2 separate regions of the Zea mays genome follow, and region 2 is linked to region 1. Evidence: chromatin contacts called from public Hi-C data. All regions are on one chromosome and are shown on one strand. The core of a region is the stretch at or near the end of the contact, and the rest is flanking DNA. Distances in the headings are between cores, read along the strand shown. Region 1 holds the start of LOC100193519 (Enoyl-[acyl-carrier-protein] reductase [NADH] chloroplastic). Region 2 holds the start of LOC100383864.

Region 1 (5,156 bases), core at 953-3,452:
ACCCGGCCTTTGTGGCCTCCTCAACGGGGACTAGGTTCTTTGGAACCGAACCTCGGTAAACAAATCACCGTGTTCACTCGTTGATCTTCACTTAATTTGTTTCTCCTCTTTCCTCTCTCTAAAAGTTCTCTTGCTCATATTGATTTGAGTTTTGCTCCCAAACATTATCCGCATTGATTGAGCAACTCTAAGCAAGGAGAACTATCTTCCATACTCCGATTAAATTCTAATGCTAACCCCGGTCTTAGTGCGTGTTTAAAGTTTGTAAATTTCAGATTTCGCCTATTCACCCCCCCTCTAGGCGACTTTCAGATTCAAATGTTCTACTTTTTCTATATTGAATAATATGCTGTAAGAAAGAATCTCAACTATCAAACTTATGTTGATTTTTGTTGAATAATGTACATGGTCTTGATTCCGGCCTTACGTGGTTTATGGCCAAAATTCCAAAAACATACTTATCGTAATAAAGGGATGTTTAGAATGGCTTCATATTTTAGCTATAGTGTGGAACTATAGTTTATAATATCAACTAGTCGGTTACCCATGCGTTGCGACGGCTCACAACAATACCCACGTAAATTACCCACCAAAAATATTTCAAGATTTTTTTATTGATTGTCTTCGTTCTTCACATATTATTTTTTATGAACACATGGGTACCATAGGCAGCAAATCAGAGACCCCCATCCCTCGCCTCCCCCACTTACAAGGTTTCGTAGAGCGGGAGGGAAAGGGAAGAGGCGGACATACCTGTTCGTTGCCGGAGAAGGACACGACGAAGACCTGGACATCTGGAGGCGACATAGGTAGTATACTGCTAGATATATAGGGAGAGAGCACGCAAGCGAAGAAAGAAACCTAGCCGGAGCAGCTCCAAACCGAGAAGCACCCACACCAGGCGTCAATTCGAGAAGGGCGAGAGAATGCGAGTGTCTTCCCAACCCTAGATCCGCCGAAGCGACACAACACCACCACCAAATCCGTAGCATATGCCGACTGCTGCCACGCTACAGGCCTTGGTTGTCCAATATCTCAGACCTGCACTCATCATCGCCAAGATAACCTAAGCGTGGCAGGCGCTATCATGTCCTCCTCGACGACACGCACGTGAAAGGCCAGGAGCATGACCGACTCGCTTCGTACCCGTGTCGACGAGCATCTGTCGGCTCGCAGCTGCAACCGTGGGTGGGGGCAGCAGGTTGGGGAGGAAGAACAGGACGAAGGCCGGGAAGATGAACGGGACGTCCGACGATGGCGAAAACGATGGTGCGCGCATGATGTGAAACGTTCTCGTGGACTTGCAATAGCCACTGCGCGAGTCGATGTCGAAGCTGGTGTCGGACGAATATGAGGAGGAGGTGCATGCTCCTACGCCCTCTGCCGAGAATGGAGTGGCACGAAGGTGGAGGCATGAGGGAAGAGAGAAAATAAGTAGAATGACGAACGATGTGGGGGCAACTAAGGCGAGGACCATCATTATCGTGCGGAGGTATAGATGGCCAAACGAGTCGTGTCTGGCGAGCCGGCCCGAGGTACGACCCATTTAATAGTGCATGGGCCAACCCAGCACGAGCGTCGTGCGGTGCTTGGGCCGTAGCCTCGGCCCGTAGTGCTGGCCCAGCCCGACACGTTTATTTTTTTATTTTACAAAAAATCATATATATATATAATTTATATTCAATATTATAAACACCCGAATATAATGTTCTACTTGTTAGATAGCTTTGTCCAGTGTATTCCACCCTTCTTCCATCAGGGTGTGGGTTCAAACTCTACCTCGTGCACTGCTTTTTAACACCCTTTAGAAGAAATATAGGGATGTTTTTTAAAAAGATGACGCGGGACGACCGTTGAAACTAGTGATTTAAGTACAGTAGAGATTTAAATAGTTTTATAAATATTTTTAATTTAAATAATAGATGAAATGGCTTATCTAAATGCCTTTTAACTTCAGTTCTATAGTATTTTGAAGCACTTAATAACCTGTTCCATTAACTACATCAATTTTTTTTAGCTCAAGCTATCAACCCGAGCTTAAGTTTTTAAATAAGAAAAGTATATTTTCTTTCCGCACCAACCAATAGGCGCAGGCAGACGCCGGCCCGTCCTCGGTTTCTCAGCTGCTCCCTCGGTCTCATCGAAAACTCCCTCGTTTTATTTCCTCTGCTCCCTCTCCGCTTCTCTCCACTATCCTACCAGGCACCACTCGCATCGTGTGCTCAGTCAGATCCCCGTCCCGCATTTCCTAAGGCCAGGTAAGCCGCTGCCGCTCCCATCCCAATCGTCCTGTTCTCGTTCTCGATCCGCCCTGCTGCTGCCCTGTTGTTCGGAGGTTCGGAGGGTGAATCTCTGGGGCGAGTGGTTTGTGTCGATGCATCATTTTTGTGCCGGTGTTAGCTGGATGTGTGTGTTTAGGTTGTCTTTTTAGTTCCGGAGGCGTGAAAATTTGAAATCATGGTCCCGGGCTTTAGGCGTGACTGCCTGAGCTTCCAATCTATATGCTCCGTCCCCGATTCGTTAACATAGCCGCTCTCTTCCAGAAAAGGGTTCCTTGTTTGTTCCAAAATAGACAATATTCCTTAAAAAATCGACAGGAACTCAGCGATCTATTTCTGCTGATGTTCATTTAACTTTTCTTTGTTACACTCAACGTGAACAATGTTCTTGTAGCCGTAGTGAACTCAGACACAATTTTGTAACACGATGTTCATGTTCTTTCTGGATAGGTTAGTTGGCATTGAAGACGATGACTGCTTCTGCAGCTGCTGGTGTGCAGATGGTGGCTGCACGCCCTTGCATTTCGGCCTCGCCAGGAATTCTTACCGCACGGGTTTCTAGGACTGATTGCATGCTCAGTACCACTGCTACATTCCCCAAAATCAGCTGCTCCTGGCCTCTAAGGTTTAAGCGCAATGATGTTGTTGTAAGAGCAATATCGGAAGAGTGTGGCCCGCAGGGGCTTCCCATTGATCTCAGAGGTAACTCAAATTGAAATTGGTATGATGCAAAGTATTTACTTTTTTGTTTGTAGCATATGTTTTTTGTGTGTGCGCGTGTGTGGGGGGGTTGGGGGGGGGGGGGGGGGGGGGGGTGGGCTTCAGTTAATAGCTTAAAGTTCCATCCTGACATTTTTTCCCTAAGCGGCTGAGGACCATATATAAACATCAGTGCATTTAGATACCCAGAATAATTGCATTTTACATATCATCTAGTTAATAATTGTAAAATTGAACCATATATTTAGGTCATGTTTATTATTGTCCATAGTTCCTATTAGTAAGCGGAAGTCTGATTCTTTGTATAGCGTAGTTTTAAGGAATGTAGAACAAACCAGTTAGTGGTACCTTAAAAAGGAAATTCCGACATATGACTAACATATGATAAAAGATATCCCATGATGCCTTAGAAAGAAAACCACTAGCAGTAGAAGATAGATACTTCTGCTATTACTAGGACCAACAATCGATTTACTAGATTGTGTAGTATTCTCATGTCAAGCACGGAGTATTTTATTTGTTGTTTGGTAGCCTTTATTCAAAGAATGAAAACATAAAAGGAACCTTTTTGTCAGTTTGCTCTCTAACTGTAAGTTTTAATCACTACAATTTTTTAGGTAAAAGGGCATTCATTGCTGGAGTTGCTGATGATAATGGCTATGGATGGGCAATTGCGAAGGCACTTGCTGCGGCTGGTGCTGAAATTCTTGTGGGTACATGGGTGCCGGTATGTTGATCAGACTCTTACAGATTTCTTTGCATTGAACACTTTTGCTGATCGATTGTCTTATGTAGTATTCTTCTTTGACAGGCACTTAACATATTTGAGACAAGTCTGAGGCGTGGAAAGTTTGATGAATCACGGAAGTCTGTATTTTAGTTCTTTATTGGGTTCATCATACAGACAGTTTAGCAGGTGTCTAACTTACTGTTGATACAGGCTGCCAGATGGATCTCTTATGGATATTGTTAAAGTCTATCCACTTGATGCTGTCTACGATTCCCCTGATGATGTTCCTGAAGATGTAATGTTCTTATTTTTTATCCCTGTTTTGCAACATGGCTTCCATAGTTGTTAAGGCGTCGCTTAAGCGGAAAGGCGAGGTTTAGGGGCAAGGCGTCTGCCTCGCCTTGCGTCCGTGACTAAGGCGTCCGCCTTAGACAATAAGGCGTCGCCTTAACCCCTTGACCGTCGCTAGGCGACGCTTTGCGGACGCCTTGGATGGCTGTCCTCCCTCAGCGTGCTCTATTCCCTCTCTGCTCTCCCCCAGTGTGCTATCTTCCCTTCCCTCTCTGCTCTCTCTGTTATCTCCCCTCTCTGCTTTCTCTGTTCTCTCCCTCTCTGCTCTCTCTCTCTGTTTCAATTAACTTAGTTTCAGTTAACTGCCAGTGTTCTTAGTTAGTTGACTCAGTTTTAGTTCTCTAAATCTGGATATGGATGTGAGTGATAGTGATGAGGCGAACAAGGTGGAAGATGATGAAGAGAATCCTCCTACATTTTATGATGAGTTTGATGATGGCTATTGAGAGATGAGGGTGTTATCTACTACTATCTATTACTTCAGTTGGACTAGTCTATTATGTTGATTTATGTTGAACTTGTACTCCTATTTGCTACTATAATACTATTATCTCTATCTATTTGAGACTATATTCCTATATATTCAATTTTAATTGCCTATTTTTGTATATTACTAAGGCGTCACCTCGCCTTACGCCTTATCGCTTAAAAGGTAAAAAGGGGTCGGTCGCCTGACCTCGTCTTGCCACTTTAACAACTATGATGGCTTCATAATTAACATTTTATTTATCTATTAGGTCAAATCGAACAAAAGATATGCAGGGGCATCAAACTGGACAGTAAAGGTATGCAGTCGCCAATCATTTTTCCATATGTATAGCTGCCTAGGTTCTATGCTTGCTAGAAGAAAATGCTGAAGATACAACTGCAGTGTGTTACCTGTTTCTCATAAAAGCTTTAGAGCTGACAATAACATTGAGCTTTCTTAATTTAACAGGAAGTTGTTGAATCAGTGAGGAATGATTTTGGCAGCATTGACATACTAGTGCATTCTCTTGCTAATGGCCCAGAGGTACAATCTCCCTGTCGCTGTGTATATGTGCATACAGCGGTGTGCTGCAGCTCTTTCCTGTGAC
Region 2 (5,156 bases), core at 1,078-3,577, 400 kb before region 1:
GGAAGAAGCAGTAAAAAGAGACTTGAAAGGATAGGATACACCCAAAGATTTAGCCTTGAATAGAAGTGCACAGAAAATAACTATCCATGTGCATGAAAACCTTGATTGTGGTTTATATTGGGTTTTTAACTATCCATTGTACACAGGAAACACCTTCAAATGGCGCTCAGAACCAACAACCAAATTGTGACTAACCTCAAGTGATATATTGCTACCGCAACATGGTAGAATGAGTGGAAAAGCACAGCTTCGTTATATTCATTTAACTTTGTAAAGCTCACAAGAAGCAGAAATGTTTCCTGAACTTTGATATATTGCTTACTAAATGGTATTCCTACAATTGGAGCATCAAAAAATATCAACACTCAAAATGTTGATCAAAATACCTATTTGGGTAATCAAGATCCTTCATATTTTGATTTTATGTTCTTCTGTGTTTTCATTTGGAATTCAACTCTACAACTATAATCTATTTGTTCTCCAAATGAAATAGACGCAAGTCAAGAAGTATCAGCTAATTGGATAATTACCTTCCTTGTGTTAGCTGCATCTCTTTCTCTCATGTTTCTTTCTAGCTGAGCCTTTTCCTGCTGATCTCTAATCATTTCTTTCTCTTCCTACAAGGCATCAAATAAACCAGATTCAACAATAAATAATACTCCCTCCATATAGATACTTCGAGGTTTGTCCTAATTCGAACTATGTTAGATTTGACCAAATTTTTAGAACAAAATAGCAACATTTAAGCACTAAACTGGTATTATTTGATCAATTATGAAATATATGTTCGGAATGTACTGATTTGGTGTCATATATAAAAAGGACAGACCCAGTTATGGTGGCTCCCACATGAGTGGGGTCCAGGGCAAAAATAACCGAGACAAGCCTTACCCCCTGTATTTTGTAGAGAGGGTGCGTCGAACCCAGGACGGCTCAGTGGAAAGGCTTCTCGCCACTCTACCAGGTCTGTCCTTCAATTTGGTGTCATATATGTTAATTATTTTTGTACAAACTTGGTTAAAAGTTAACATATCGGGGTTTTTTACCCAAAACAAACCTAGAAGTACCTATTTAGAGTGGAGATAGTAGTAAAGTAGTTGACAAACCATAATTCCATACTTTAATATACAACAAATTATTAGTCCTAGAAGAAGACATACATCAGAACTGCCGATGCCACCTTCTTCATCCTCCTCTTCTGTTCGTCGACGGACATTCCTTCCAGAATCTGTTGCCACTACTTCCTAAACACAACATCTCAACTTGAATCATTGTATGTAAAAGAGAGGGGGGAGGAGGGAGGGGGCTGTTAGCACTTGGGTCATACATCACCATCACTGTCTTGATCTGCTTTCCTCCTGAAATGCTTCCGACTCTTAGATGATGGATTTGTTGAGGTCTTTTGACTTGCCAGTGTCTGGTTGTCAGTATTGTCATCCTCGTTGACCAACAGCTTGTAAGTACTCTGTTTCTGGACAAGCTTTGCCGCCTCCCTCTCCTGTTTCTGGTAATTCTGGAACAAACAAAAAGATGTACTTTATCCACGAACAAGGGACCCTCACAAAATGCAATGGGAAGAACAATGTAAGGAGAAAGTTGAAACGTACACTGATGCCGCTGGCCCTGCGGGGAACCTTGGCGTAGACATCCGACGCGAAGGTGCGGGTCTCCGCAGACGAGCTGAACCCAAACTCAACAAGCTTGCCCACGAGGTCACCGGGTGAAGAGCACTCCTTCGCTGGGAATGCACACACATGATCCATAGTAAACGAACAGAAGAGGAACAGAATCGAGCAACATGAAAAAGAAAGGAGCTCGACGAACGCCGCATACCAAGCCTGATGACGTACTGAACGACGACGCTCTTGGAGTAGCCCAAGAGGCTCATGAGCTTGTCGGAGACCCACTCCCTGAGCTGCCCATCGGTCGTCATGCCTTAGCCCCTCCGTCGCCTCCACGAATCGGACGAAAGGAGTGGGATGGGCGAGGGTAGGGAGAGTTGGGCTAGGGTTTGTCGGCTTTGGCAGCGCGAGGTGGAAGACACACAGCAGGCGGAGGTGATGGCAGCAGTGAGGCTGGAATTAGAACTAGAAGACGTGAGGCGTTGCCAGGAGATTTGGTGGCGACGGCGTCGGAGTGACGTGTCACGGCACTGGCGATGGGCGGCCGCCGGACGCGGGTCGCGCGGCGCGGTTGCGCGGGTGAACGGGCGGGGGGCCGGGCCACCGGGGGCGGGGGGCGGCGCTGTTGTGCTGCTGTGCTAGGGCTAGGGGCCTATGGCTAGGGCGACTGGGCGTCTGGACGAGAGCCGAGAGGACGAGTGGGCGTGCGCCGCGCTTGATGCAGGCGACGGCACGCTGGAAGAAGATGCACAGGCGCGCTGGCTCAGGCTGCTGGGCCACCGGGGCCGGATGCAGTTGGGCCCGTACCTGGCCAACTATTTTGTTTATATATATATAATATATATATATATATTATACAGTACTAGTTTATTCGTGCGTTGCGACGGCTCACAACAATACCACGTAAACTATTCATCAAAAAGATCTCAAGATTTTTTATTAATTGTCTCTGCTCTCCCCACAATATTTTTTTTGATTTGACTAACCGAATCGACATCGTGGTAAAGGAATGGCCATATTGACAGGCGATGTCGAGCCATCGAATGGGTACCATAAGCAGCAAATTAGGGACTCATATCCCTCGTCTCCCCCACTTCCAAGGTTTCGTAGAGCAGGAAGAGAAGGGAAGAGTCAGTCATATCTGTTCGTTACCGGAGAAGGACACGACGAAGACATGGACATCTAGAGGCGACATAGGTAGTATACCGCTAGATACATACAGGGAGAGAGCACACAAGCGGAGAAAGAAGCCTAGCCAGAGCGGCTCCAAACCGAGAGGCACCCGCACCATGCGTCAGTCCGAAAAGGGCGAGAGAATGTGTCGGGGACCATAATTAGGGGTACCCTCAAGACGCCTAATTCTCAGCTGGTAACCCCCATCAGCATAAAGCTGCAGAGGCCTGATGGGTGCGATTAAGTCAGGGATCAGTCCGTACGAGCGACTCGATCACACGCCTCGCCCGAGCGTAGCCTCGGGCAAGGGCAGCCGACCCCTAGGGATCTCCGTCTCGCCCGAGGCCCCCCTTTAACGGCGGACACATCTCCGGCTCGCCCGAGGCCTTGCCTTCGCTAAGAAGCAATCCTGACTAAATCGCCGCACCGACCGACCAAGTCGCAGGAGCATTTAACGCAAAGGTGGCCTTACACATTTATCCTGACGCGCGCCCCCCGGCAGAGCCGAAGTGACCGCCGTCACTTCACCGCTCCACTGACCGGTCTGACAGAAGGACAGCGCCACTCCGACTGCAGTGCCACTTGACAGAGTGAGACTGACAGGCAGTCAGGCCCTGCCAAAGGCGCCATAGGAAACTCCGCTCCGCCCGACCCAGGGCTCGGACTCGGGCTAAGACCCGGAAGACGGCGAACTCCGCTCCGCCCGACCCAGGGCTCGGACTCGGGCTAAGACCCGGAAGACGGCGAACTCCGCTCCGCCCGACCCAGGGCTCGGACTCGGGCCAAGACCCGGAAGACGGCGAACTCCGCTCCGCCCGACCCAGGGCTCGGACTCGGGCTAAGACCCGGAAGACGGCGAACTCCGCTCCGTCCGACCCAGGGCTCGGACTCAGGCTCAGCCCCAGAAGACGGCGAACTCCGCTTCGCCCGACCCACGGCTCGGACTCCGCCCTGGCCTCTACCGAACGACCTCCGCCTCGCCTGACCCAGGGGCTCGGACTCGGCCTCGGCAACGGAAGACAGACTCGACCCCAGCTTCGGAGGAGCCCCCACGTCGCCCGGCCTCGGGCGCGGGCCCGCCACGTCAACAGGGAGCGCCATCATCGCCCTACCCCAAGCCGACTCGGGCCGCAAAGAACAAGACCGGTGTCCCATCTGGCTAGCTCCGCCAGATAGGCAATGATGGCGCCCCGCGTGCCCTGTGACGACGGCGGCTCTCAGCTCCCTTACGGAAGCAGGGGGACGTCAGCAAGGACTCGACCGCTCCGACAGCTGTCCCTCCGCCAAGCTCCGTTGCTCCTCCGACAGCCACGACATCACACCAGCAGAGTGCCAAGATCTCTCCGGCTGCCACATTGGCATGTACTTAGGGCGCTAGCTCTCCCTCTGCTAGACACGTAGCACTCTGCTACACCCCCATTGTACACCTAGATCATCTCCTTACGACTATAAAAGGAAGGACCAGGGCCTTCTTAGAGAAGGTTGGCCGCGCGGGAACGAGGACGGGACAGGCGCTCTCCTGGGGCCGCTCGCTTCCCTCACCCGCATGGACGCTTGTAACCCCCTACTGCAAGCGCACCCGACCTGGGCGCGGGACGAACACGAAGGCCGCGGGATTTCCACCTCTCTCACGCCCGTCTTCGGCCACCTCGCCTTCCCCCCTTCGCGCTCGCCCACGCGCTCGACCCATCTGGGCTGGGGCACGCGACACACTCACTCGTCGGCTTAGGGACCCCCCGGTCTCGAAACGCCGACAGTTGGCGCGCCAGGTAGGGGCCTGCTGCGTGCTGACGAACAGCTTCCCGTCAAGCTCCAGATGGGCAGTCTCCAGCAACCTCTCCGGCCCAGGACGGTGCTCCGTTTTGGGAGTTTTGAGTTTATGTCCTTCGACGGCAGCTACGACATGATACTCCTTCCACCGCCACGCGACAACGACAATGGCGGCCGACAACCCGCCCGCCGGCAGCGGAATCGACGACATCTTCCCCGCATGGTGGAAGAACAACATTCGAGCTCGCCCCGTCCTCTCCCCCGCCAACGGAGGAGGAGGCGGGGCAACCAAGGCCAAGCGGGAGGTCGCGCTTCGTCGGCTGTCGAGCGAATCGGCGTCCCCAGCGCCCCAACGGAGGGCACGCCGGGCGTCGACCTCGCGTTCGAGACGAAGGCGAGCGCCGTCCTCCCGCGACACGCCAATCCTGAGCAAGTGGACGACGCCAGCGCACTCGCGGAGAGCTTGCAGGACGTCGCCCTTGTACCTGAGACGACGGTGCAACCAGTCCCCAATGTGACTATGTCGCTCCTCGTCGACCAAAAGGTACCACCTAATTCCCGTCTTACATCATTTCGACTCGGCCTCAACCC

What was found. A called contact is a pair of places that touch in the nucleus more often than the background predicts.
Region 2: a contact with region 1 is called in a Hi-C map of tassel, with 4 times the contacts expected there. The contact joins the promoter of LOC100383864 here to the promoter of LOC100193519 in region 1. A contact is called at or near these places in 2 of 25 Hi-C or Micro-C datasets (ear and tassel).

The regions. Positions count from the first base shown.
Region 1 is chr4:56,627,983-56,633,138 of Zm-B73-REFERENCE-NAM-5.0, reverse strand. LOC100193519 (Enoyl-[acyl-carrier-protein] reductase [NADH] chloroplastic) reads left to right here and starts at 2,202. Exons shown (of 13, transcript NM_001138631.2): 1 at 2,202-2,258; 2 at 2,730-2,981; 3 at 3,617-3,726; 4 at 3,811-3,866; 5 at 3,940-4,024; 6 at 4,818-4,865; 7 at 5,018-5,092. The coding sequence starts at 2,750.
Region 2 is chr4:57,025,912-57,031,067 of Zm-B73-REFERENCE-NAM-5.0, reverse strand. It overlaps LOC100383864, which reads right to left and starts at 2,327. Exons shown (of 27, transcript NM_001362216.1): 1 at 1,834-2,327; 2 at 1,608-1,738; 3 at 1,328-1,513; 4 at 1,161-1,244; 5 at 531-617. The coding sequence starts at 1,933.